2 separate regions of the Gossypium hirsutum genome follow, and region 1 is linked to region 2. The links are chromatin contacts, called in public Hi-C maps. All regions are on one chromosome and are shown on one strand. The core of a region is the stretch at or near the end of the contact, and the rest is flanking DNA. Distances in the headings are between cores, read along the strand shown.

Region 1 (5,797 bases), core at 1,746-4,245, 88 kb after region 2:
TTGTTAGCCAAACTAAAATCATTTGTTCTTTCGCGGTCCTTACATTGAAATGGCAGAGGAGGATGAGGTGATGTCGCCGTCACCACTATAGTAGCTGCAACCATCGTAGTTGTCGTGGTGGTGGTTGTTTCAAAGGTGCATTTTGTCGTCAATGGCGATGAGGCTGTCATTTTAAAGCATAGTTTTCCTAAGAATTTCATTCTTGGACTATATACTGCTACACCTTGCTTGTCGATGCATCCCTTCGGATCTAACTCCATCTTGTTCGGTCCCCACCATTGGTTTCACAGCCTAGGCTTGCTCCACTGGTTTAGCCATCTCATCATCAATGGGTTTATGTTTGAGTTTATTTCTCTAGAATTAGCGAAAAGATTGGGGTTGAGCTTATCGGAATCAAGGGACAACCTTGGGAAATCCACCAACGAGTTTAGTGTTTGGGAAAAGCCACTTGCGGTGGTGAAATTCGTGGCGGCTAAGGTTTGTTAGGAAGGGAAAGGAAATGGTAAGATCTTTGGCGCAAGAAGAAGGGGTTAATCCGTATCATCTTGACTTGGTTCTGATTTCGCTATCTTTTTAAGAATACCACTTCTCTTACTCGTATCGAAATAGTTCTGACGGTTCAATAATCTTCTCACTTCCATTCGAAGTTCTTAGTTACTTCGGCAGTTTGAATCTTAGCGATGGAATAATATAATTAAGAAGAAATGAAGAAGAAAGGGAAAAATATGAAAAAAGAAATAAAAATAAAATAAATATTTTAATATTAAGAAAAGGAAAAAAATGAAGCATGTGGCACATTTAACATGCCACGTCAGACGCATGTTACTTTAGAAACGGTAGTAAACGACTAAGTGGCATTTTTGTAATAACACGATAATACTAGTGACATCTTTGTAAGTTTTAAGAGGTTGGTTGAAAAAATTATAATTTAACCAAAGTTTAGTGCCATCAGGTGTAGTTTACCTAATAAAATAAATTAGAAATTCTATCTTACGTGTATGCCTATGAAACTATGTATGTAAAAATAACATATAATAAATAATGAAAATGTATGATTTGAAACTAAATGATAATAAAACATGCAATATAGACAATATTAAAATTAAAAAAATAGATTAAATTGTGAGTAAAACAAAATTTAAACACATAAATACATCAGATTAAGAATATTAAATGTACTACAATTTCTTATCATGGTGTTGCCATCAATTTTGAGTCTATGTCAAGTTAACTTTTGACACCAACTCAACTAATAACACTATCAATGTATACAATTTATGGAGGTAATAAAGTGTACATAATAAAATTAAAATGTATTAAATATAGCAAGAGAAAGCTTTGGTCGAGTGGTAAAATTAAAATTTTATTGACTCATATGTCATTGTTTTAAAACCCATCATATGCAAATCATTTATTGGTTTGTTTTAAGAAAAATAAAAAGATTAAAGTACCATAAAATAATATAACTTATTTTAAAAATGGAAAAATATTTTTGTAATTTTTCTAACAAGTCGGTACTCGGTTGACTCTTGACATTAAATGAATTCAATAGTTTTAACCGAGTTTAAATAATTATAATATATGAAATATATAAATATTTTTAAATAATTAATATAAATTATTTGTAAAATTTAAATTAAATTTATAATATATTGTAAATATAAATGACACATAAATGATTTGAATTTAAAAACTATTTGGGATTACAAATTCATTTAACATGAAAAACACTTCTAGAAAAGTAAGGTTGCAAACATCCTTACCAAACTATCAATGAAATTATTGTATTGAACAAAGAAATAAATCAATAAGCAAATTAAATCATTGTTAACCGCTCCCTTATTTCCAATGATCTAAAATTAAAAGAAGAATTAAAGGGTTAATATAATTTTTGGCTCCTGAATTTGGTAATTATGTTTGTTTTGGTGCTCGTAAGTTTTTATATCTACTTTGACATATGAACTAGATAATTAGATTCATTTTAGCTCATGAATTTGAAAAATATAAAAGTTTGATGATGTAACACTCTGAGATTGTGTCACATTATCACTTGAAAATTAAAAAAAAATTATATGAACTTTCAAGTGATTACATGGTACAATCTTATAGTGTCAGATACATTGTTCTAATAATCTGACTCGTGGTTGAACCAGATAAACCATTGATTCTCAATATAATCTATTTGATCAATTAAATAAATAAATAACAAATTAGTTCAACCTATTCAACTACTTGTTTTTGTCCAAGTTTGGATTTTTACTGATTTCGAGCAGTTTTCAATTCCATTCAATTCAACTCATTTGTTTGGACTAGTATACCAATTGATTCCCAGTCTAATCGGTCCAACCGACCAATTCAATCATGTACCAAGAATACTGGTTACATCATCAAATTTTAATAAAATTCGAGTTCAAAGTCTAAAATGGATCTAGATGCGAAATTCAGATACCAAAGTAGACTTAATTACCAAATTCATATGGTAAGAATTATATATTTTTAAAATTTTAAATAAGCTTTTATACCTTACCTAAAAAAATTATTACTATATTTAAATAATTAATAATATTTAATTTACCTTGAAATAGATCATAATCTTTAAATTTACTTTTTAAAATTTACAAATAGTTAACTAAAAATAAAAAAAAATCATTTAAATACTTATATAATCATAATTATTTTAATTTAACTGATAAATATACCTATCCGAACAAATCGATTAATCGATATGGACCAATTGAATTGAATTAAAAATTAATTAAATCAATTGAATTGAATTTTTTTATAATTTTTAATGGAATGAATGAATGGATTAAATTAATTAGACGAATAAACCATGAACACCAATCCAATTTTAAAATCGTTAGAGTATAATTTTCGAAGTAGAAATAACCAAATTCAAGTGAAACCCGACACCCCAAAGTTGGCCAACCCATCCATCCCCCAACCCACGTCGTAAAGCAAATAAAGTGCCTGAACTCTCTCATGTAGTCAAGTGGGTGCTACCCGCCCGCCCATCCACTTCCCATCTTATTTCCCTTTCCCATTTTATTTTATCACATTTCCCCTGCCCTGAACTGCCCTGCCCTGCCCTGCCCTGGTATCTTAGTTCGAAATTTCACCTCTCCCCTAACCATTAACCAAGTCGAAGCCCGAGACAAAGATACCCAAACTAAAAACACGGAATTGAAAGTTCATAAAGAACTCTCCTTTGCTCACTACTGCCTTCAGGCTTCAACAAAGGACCTTTCTCTTATTTGTCTCTGCTTTTGCAATTAATCAATGCACCCTTCGCCCCTCTGCTCCGCAAACAACTAAGGTATTTTCTTTCTTTTGGCTTTACCATTCACTGAATTTCCTCCAACTTCTTTCTTTCTGGGTTCTTTTTGGATCCTTAATTTTAGCTGAACTATAATATTACCCATGCATGAAGCTTCTTCCTTGTGACAAGCGTGCAAGGTCTTTGCTTACTCTGTTTTCTATAAAATAAAAAAGGTTTTCTTTTTCTGCTTTAGTTTTGAATTTCATTGAGTGGAACTTTCAACTTTCAACATTCAACTCTTCTTTTAGCTCTACATTTTTTTTTTCATTTCATTTCATTTTTTTATCGTATTTTGGAGTCAACAAAACAGTGAATTTGAGTTTCCTGTTTTCTTATTTATGTTTAACTTTGATTTCTACTATTCTCTTTTTTTTGTTCTCTTGACAAAATCATTCTTTTGTATCGTCTTTTTCTGCTTTATTTTTCTTTCTTTTCCGGTTTTTGCTTTATCTCCCTCTTATCGTTTTTCCCCAACTCACAACTCAAAATTTGAACCATCTTCTTCCCTTTCTCTCTCTCTTAAAAATTTGAACTTTATCTTTCTGGGTTTTCGCCTGCTTGGCATTTTCCATTAGTACCTTTTCTCAGCTAGCTCTCAAGTCTTCGTTTTGATCTAGCTTTAGAGTTCTCTTCGTGAGAAGAGAAGGTAAAGCATCAAGCATGTTCTTCAATTTTAATGCTTTTTCATTTTGTTTTCTCCTCGACCTCTCACTCCAGCGATGCTAGTCGTTATCTCCAAGCATACATAGGCCTCTGTAAGTGGAAGGTTTGCTTTAGGTGAGATCTTGGTGTTTGTTCTTCTTCTTTGTTTGAAAATATAAAAGGGTTCTCAATTTTCATTGTGATTTGAAAATGATACAAGAGAGAAGAATTCCATGGTTTGCTTTCATTGTTTCAAAAACAAGACATCGTTTCTTGTTTGATGGTTTCTATGTTCCTTGTTTTACTACTTTTCTGTCTTTTTCCTTTTTAGTCTTTGGATTAATTTGAATAAGGAACTATTTGGACAGACTTTAAGCATACTCTATTCTGGTGTCACATGGAAGATTATTATATATGCATTATCTTCAATTTGCTTTTTTGATTTATTTTACATGCAGCCATTACCGGAACCATGGATTTAATAAATCAATTAACTAAATGTCTTCTTGATTTTATCAGCTGGTTTTGTTTTCTATATACGAGACCTTCAATGGATCATATATTTGACCAAGTTTTAAAGAATATTAAACTATACCTTGAGGTGTAAACTGGCCTGATGTGTGGGAATCTTTGGTTTCGCTGACCATTCCAGCAACTACATACCTGAGATCTCTTCTGGCTCAAGGAGGAACATTGTGCTTTTTAACTTAATCGGATGTTTTGTTTGTGGAGCTGATGAAATGGGGTGTTCTGTTTCCACTAGTAGTCGGAGTACTTGCAGTTCCGGGAGCCGTGGGGAGGCAGTTTCTCCTTTGTTTTTCGAGATTGGATTTTGTGGGACAAAGAGAACTAAGAGAACGTTCTCTGATCATGTTATTACGCTGCAGAATTTACCCTCAGTACCCAACAGGATTTTCACAAATGGGAAGAGCCGAACTTCTTGCATATTCACTCAGCAGGGTCGAAAGGGAATCAACCAGGATGCCATGATTGTATGGGAAGTAAGTTTTAGATGTTACCTTGAATTTGAGTTCCTTTGATTCTAAGTTCCCTTTAAATGCTCAATGTGACTGATGAGGTTAAAATTCGTGTAGGATTTCATGTCTGAAGATGTGACCTTTTGTGGTGTATTTGATGGCCATGGTCCACAAGGTCATCTCGTTGCTCGCAAAGTGCGAGATGCCCTGCCCCTTAAATTGCTATCCTCCATGCATTCGTATCAGTCGAGGCAAAATGGGTCCGGAGGAGCATGTTTGAAGGGGAATTTGAAGAAATCGGATGGCTCTCCTGAGGACAGATTAAATTGTTTGTGGAAGGAAACATTCATGAAGTCATACAAAGCCATGGATAAAGAGTTGAGGTCCCATCCTAATTTGGACTGCTTCTGTAGTGGTAGCACTGCTGTCACTATAGTGAAACAGGTATGAGAGAATCACTGGTTTCTTCTCCTCACCTTCAACTTTTCTATCTTTCATCTAATCCATGTGGGTTGACTTCACTATTTTTAGGGCCCCAACCTTTTCATGGGATATATCGGGGATTCTCGTGCGATTATGGGATCCAAGGATAGCAATGGTTCAATGGTAGCAATCCAATTGACAGTTGATCTGAAGCCTGATTTACCAAGTACATTTGATCTCAAATCACATCCTTTTTCCCCTTGTGGGCGTGCTTAATCGGATGTAATATACTAAATACTAAATTTACATGCCTCAGGGGAAGCTGAAAGGATCAAAAAGTGCAGAGGTAGGGTCTTCGCATTGCAAGATGAACCCGAAGTACCGAGAGTATGGTTGCCATTTGATGATGCCCCTGGGCTAGCAATGGCTCGAGCTT
Region 2 (5,984 bases), core at 1,734-4,233:
GTTATTTCAATTGATATTTAACATGATTCAACTAATTTTAAACGTTTTGCGAGTCAATCGATCTAACTCCTCTCTTCTAATCAAAACCCGACTGATCCAGTCCAGTTTAAAAATTAAATAGATAATCTAATTTGGTTTAAGAAAAACTTAAGTTTGGGAAAATGCTTTTAGGAATTAAAATATTGGAAAAATATTTGTTTAAAATAAATATATATATATAAACACGAGAATGATAAAAATCAAATGTTAATCACAAAATATTGTACCTATGTAAAAGATAATGTTTGACCTCAAAATTTGTATTAACGTGAATGCTAAACCAACCGGCCTTGATAAAACAATGAGATCAAATCGTTCACGTTTTACTGAAAATGAACAAGGCCTGTAATAAACAATAAAAATCTCCATGGTGCATTATATCAAAGCAAACCACATCCATAACAGAGATAAAAATAATAAAAAAAAAGTGGGTGAGTGGGTGATGCTAATATATGGAGTGAGTGTCGGTTTGTCATCTCCCATTAATTGCACATTCATATTCTCATCCATTTAATAAACGTTAAACGCCTAAATATCCGACTACATCGAACATGATCAAATTATTTTTAAGTAGGGAAAATTTTTTTATTGATTTAATTAAGGAAATTACAATTTATACATTGAATTATTCAAAGGTTTTCATTTAAGTCACTAAATTGTTATGTTTTTTCATTTTTAAAAAGTTCTATCAATGAACTCCAATTGATGATTCGACAATCGGTATGGTGTGTTAGTACTCATCGACGAATAGAATAACATATCTTAGATCCAAGACGATCAATATTGGAGATTAGAAAGAAAAAAAAGCTGTTTGAATTTTGGTTTACAGATTTATGACGTCTATAGCTATTTCATGAAAAAAACTTGAACCGTAAAAAAGAAAAGAAAAGAGAGCTTTTGATTGGTAGAGGCAGTGCGAATAAAGAAAATCATATAGCATTAGTTTTAACAGTCCATATATAGTTCAGTAACTAAATTGTAAATTATTTTAATTAAATAATTAAAATAAAAATTTATTCATAATTTAGTGACTAATAGTGTAATTTATTTTTTTATACAAGGATTATGAACATAAAGTCTCCCTGATAAAAATGTTTAGGATGTCGTAATTGGTAGTAGTTGAGAAAATAGGAAAGCAAATGTTCTATTTTTTATTCAAAATCTCAAGTGTAGTTGCAATTGTTTACTGTTACAGATCCAACCACAAACTTGAGAAAATATTCTTTATCTTTTGATTCAATTTTAATAAATTATTACTTTTTCTTTGTTTTGTAACTTTTACCCATTCATATAATGATATCATATTTTCTTCTCTTTCGATTCTTTTAAAAGTTTCACTAATATGTAATTACAAGAAAAAAATAAGTATAAAGATATATTCAACTAATTATAATCTATATAATAATATAATGATATAATATATTATTTATAATATATGCAACAATCATATATATAATAGAAAAGAAAGAAAAAATGTAATATAAATTTGAAAAGAGGTGTATTCATAAATCTTTCCAAAGAGATGCATAAATATCTTTTAGTACTTGTTTGAATATGTAAATAACATCAAAAGAGAAAAAGAGTCTACTTATTTTATATCTTTAACTCCAATGAATAAGTTAATGAACTGGTCAACTTAATAGAATCTTGACTAACTCACCCACACAAATATGAACAGAATACAGCTGACTTAATTGACTTTAACCATTACCATCTAACTATTAACTGAACTATCGGTCTTGAACTTTGAAGCACTTGAAGTAGCAATACCGGACTGCCTTCATACCTTAATAGTACTTTAGATGTAGACACCAAACATGGGAATCCAAATAATGAGATTGACTAATAAGAGAAGGATACCATTAAAATTATATATATATATATTTGTGTTTGTGTAAAAGCATTCTATCTTCATAAGAGTATTTCTTGATCATTTTACATAGAGAGAGCAATTATTTTTAAAATAGTTTCCTGAAAACGCTTTTCCTTCACCAAATATTAATTTCAAATCCAATCAATTTTTTTTATACAACAATCAACCGATAAAATGTATAATCAAAAATAAAATAATAGAACTCATATAAAACATATGCACATAATGAAAGAGAGACACACGTTGCAATTTGCAAAAGGCTTTAAAATCTAAGGTGTCCACGTTTATCAATAATATGGTGTTTATTTTTTTAAAAGATAGTGAGATATAGTTTTTTTTTTTTAAATCAAGATAATTTCCACACTAATTCTGTAGTGAATGGCCAGGGCTGAACCGACATTTTACATAACTTCTCGAATGACCTTTACCTGCACCATTGTCGAGACTTCAAAAGCTAAATATGAAAGCAGTGATATAAAGATGAACCACAAATATGTGAAAGAAGATAAAGTTGAAAAGAACTTGTTAGGCTAATTCTTATTTTCCAAATAAAAAACCTTGGACTTTCCTCTCCGTGAGGAAGCGGAAAAGACAACTTTTACCCGTAATTATGCAAGGTATGGGTGGTGGAAATTGTTTTTATTATTTAATGGTGACTTAAATAAATAAAGGATAGAGAAGATGAGCATGGAACAGTCTGGAAAATTCAATTTTCTAGTCAAAGGCATTGGCGGCATTGACAGATTCAATTAATGTCCTTGTCACTCCGGAATCAAAGGAGTGTGTTTGTGTTCCTTTGCTTCAACTTCACGACGTACGTGGAGGGCAAATGAAATAAACAGTAAAAATTTGGTCGTGCATGGTATGATTGAAAACCTCATGCACTTCAATAAATTTGGGTTGTGATCATTTTGTTTTTACACCATAAATTGTTTCTAATCTCTGACGTCACACCACTCTTTCCTTCAACCTTATGTTTTGTCCTTTCATTTTCGGTAATCCTGCGGATTGAAGGGATAGCGACATTTTCGGTAATCCTGTTTTAGCGCCCAACTCCGCGATACTTATCATAACGATAATGGTCGACCATAGGGAGTAAAGTCAACATGAAGATAAAAGATTACAAGTCATTCCTTGCCCCATATTAACCAAAATGTCAGCAAAATTGTGCTTATAATACTTTTTGTTCACACTCATCGAATGGGCCTAATTCCCAAGGTTGTTCCGAACATTATCACGACAAGGATTTTGGACTCAGACTTATTATTGACATCACAAACATAGCTGAGACCCATAAAATCAACTCACAAGTGCTGAGTCCCCCTTATTTTTATCCCAATTACAAATGGGTTCTCCAAAACAGATGATTTATTAGATTATGAAGGAAAAGAAATGGGTAATATCCATAACAATCTCATTGAAGCCAATAAACACAATAAGAAGCTGATAATGGTAAAGTTAGTTAAAATGATCAGATTATTCGCTTATTAATTAATGAAATTTATAACTAAATCCATCAACTTAATGATTTTAATATTTATTATTTTATTTATAATATGTGATTTATGTTATGGGCAAATTTTGCCCGGGCAAAAATAAATAAAAACAAAAACCTAATACAAACCCAACAAGCCCAAAACTTTTACAAGCCCAAACCAAACTAAAACCCTAAGCCTAAAATACCAACAGCCCACAACATTAACATTTTAGACAGAAAGAGCAGAAACCCTAAGGCGCGCCGCATGCCGCTCCACCTCCTCGCGCACGCCGCTGCCGTCATTCGCCTATCACCGCTCCTCCACGCTTCTGACACCTGTAAAAAATTGAATGCAACAATAGAAGGGGCACGCCAAGCAGAGGAAAAAAATTAAAAATAGAAATCAAAAGTGTAACTTGGCTATAAAAGAAAAAGCTTTCTCTTTGTAGTTTTTTTTACACACATTAGGCATCAAAAGCCGAATAGAAATTTTAAAGGGTTGAACCTTTACTATTTCCTCTTTGTTTTCTTGTTTTCCTTTTATTTATTTAATTATATTTTATTTATTTTTCCTTTTTTACAAATCCATTTTAAATAATTATAATAAAAATCAAATAAATAAAAGGAAAGGAATACCTTACCTGGAACCACCGCATGGCCCCGTCAACGGAGGTCCCTTCGCCGTCGCCGGAGTCGAGCTAAAAGGGGTGGTTAGATTTCTCCTTTTTCTTTCGGCCTCTCATCAATGGTACCGTCCACCGGACTTAAAAATGGGTTAAAAGGCCAGTCTTTCGCCACTGCCCATCGACCATGGCGGTGGCGCGGTCCGTTGATCGGAGAAAGTGAGGGGAGAGGAGAGAAAAGGAGAGTTTTAGGGTTCTTTTTAGGTTTTTTGACAGAAATGGTGTTTTAAAAAAAATGATTTTATAAGCTAATAAAACGGCGTCGTTTCAGCAGGCCTCCCCAAGAGCCAAAACGGTGTCGTTTTGGGAAGGCCAACCCGTGACCTGACCCGCAGCCCACAGGGACCGCATGTTTTTAATGGGAAAATTGCACGCGGGGTCCCTCCATTTTGCGCCGCAGTGCAGTCTGACTCTTTTTGTTTTTTTTTTATTTGGGTCGCGATTTTTCTTTATGCTTCAATCGGGTCCCTTGACCATGTGCGGTCCTTCGCACTGAAACGCTGCGCTCTAGGACTGGGTAATATTGCCCGATTAGTCCTCCAACCTTTAAGTGCATTCAATTTCAGCCCCCTAGCAACCTGTTTTATTTATTTACACTTTAAACCTTGATTTTTTGGCCTTATTTCAATTCGGTCCACAACCTATTTTTATTTTTTTGTTTATTCATTGTTTTTTTTACTATTTCTATTTATATATATATAAAAGAGGTTTCAATAAAGATTTCAATTAATGTTTATTTACTCATTCTTTTTAATTTTGATTAATTTCACACTATTATTTGTTTGATTTATTATTCCTTTTTTTTATATTTATGGGTTCTATTTGCTTTGTTTTTGCCATTATTATTGTCATCTCGCTGATTATATATTTGTTATTTTTAAAATGTTTCTAAAATATAGATACATTAGTATCATTTTTTTTGTTATTGTTATTATTGTTATTGTTAGATTGTTATTTGCATTATTATTCATGCATAATAGCATCAAGGTTTATTAATGTCAATAATGTATATGTGTTTTATGATGCATATTGTGTCATAATTATTGTGAATGTATGTCGTATTATTTGTTGTTGGTCACGTACGACCTTTGTAAGAAATTTCAAAATGAGGTTATATTTTGCATTTTGGCAATTAGAGAAAATCGTACTCTAACTTACGGGGTTTCGTTTTTCTCAACAAATCCAAATAAACGAACGTTTTAAAACAAAATTTTTTAATAGTCTCTGGAATTAAGAAAAGATCGTGTTCTAACTTATGAAATATGATTTTCTTCTAAAACCGAGATAGTCAAACATCTTTTGAAATAAATTTTTTCGGCATGTATTCTCGTATTGGGAATTCGATACGTTGTGTCCTAACGCATTGGATATGACATGTTTTCTCGAGATGAGGATTTTTTCTAAAAATAATAAAGGCAATATTCAATGTTTGGAATATTGAGAAATTGTGCTCTAACGTGTTGGGCTATGATTTCTTCAGCTAACTTCAACAATTGAATATCCTTTTAAATTTTATTGCATGAGTTTTTTTAAGGACAATGTCATTTTTGAGGATATGAAATATCATACCCTAACTCATTGGGTGTGACATTTTCTCTCTCCGAAATGAGAGGGTCTTAACATGTAATTTGATTTATACAAGTTTTTAATACAAGGATCGTATTTTGAATCTCTTCAAAGTTTCTAATTTTCGACACTAAGATACTAATTAATCAACTAGGTACCAATTTTGGGCGTTACGAGGGTGCTAATCCTTCCTTGTACGTAACCGACTCCCGAACCTATTTTTCTGAATTTCGTGGATCAAAATCGTTGTTTTAATAAAATCAAATCGTTTATTAAAAACAACCACTTTTCGAGGTGACCCGATCACACCTTATCAAAAAAGGATTGGTGGCGACTCCACTTTTTT

Evidence for each region. A called contact is a pair of places that touch in the nucleus more often than the background predicts.
Region 1: a contact with region 2 is called in a Hi-C map of leaf, with 2.6 times the contacts expected there. The contact joins the promoter of LOC107909262 here to the enhancer-like site in region 2. A contact is called at or near these places in 5 of 34 Hi-C or Micro-C datasets (cotyledon, fibers, hypocotyl and 1 more).

Annotation. Positions count from the first base shown.
Region 1 is chrD02:66,017,160-66,022,956 of Gossypium_hirsutum_v2.1, forward strand. It overlaps LOC107909262 (probable protein phosphatase 2C 52), which reads left to right and starts at 2,996. Exons shown (of 6, transcript XM_016836731.2): 1 at 2,996-3,316; 2 at 4,481-4,962; 3 at 5,056-5,382; 4 at 5,470-5,587; 5 at 5,678-5,797. The coding sequence starts at 4,702.
Region 2 is chrD02:65,928,783-65,934,766 of Gossypium_hirsutum_v2.1, forward strand. No RefSeq gene overlaps it. Among protein-coding and RNA genes, the nearest start is that of LOC107909263, 24 kb to the left of the region's middle. Within about 2 kb of position 2,984, at least 1 of the 9 cell types and tissues checked has an H3K27ac peak or open chromatin away from gene starts, as enhancers often do. A contact at or near this core is called in leaf, where this site is marked.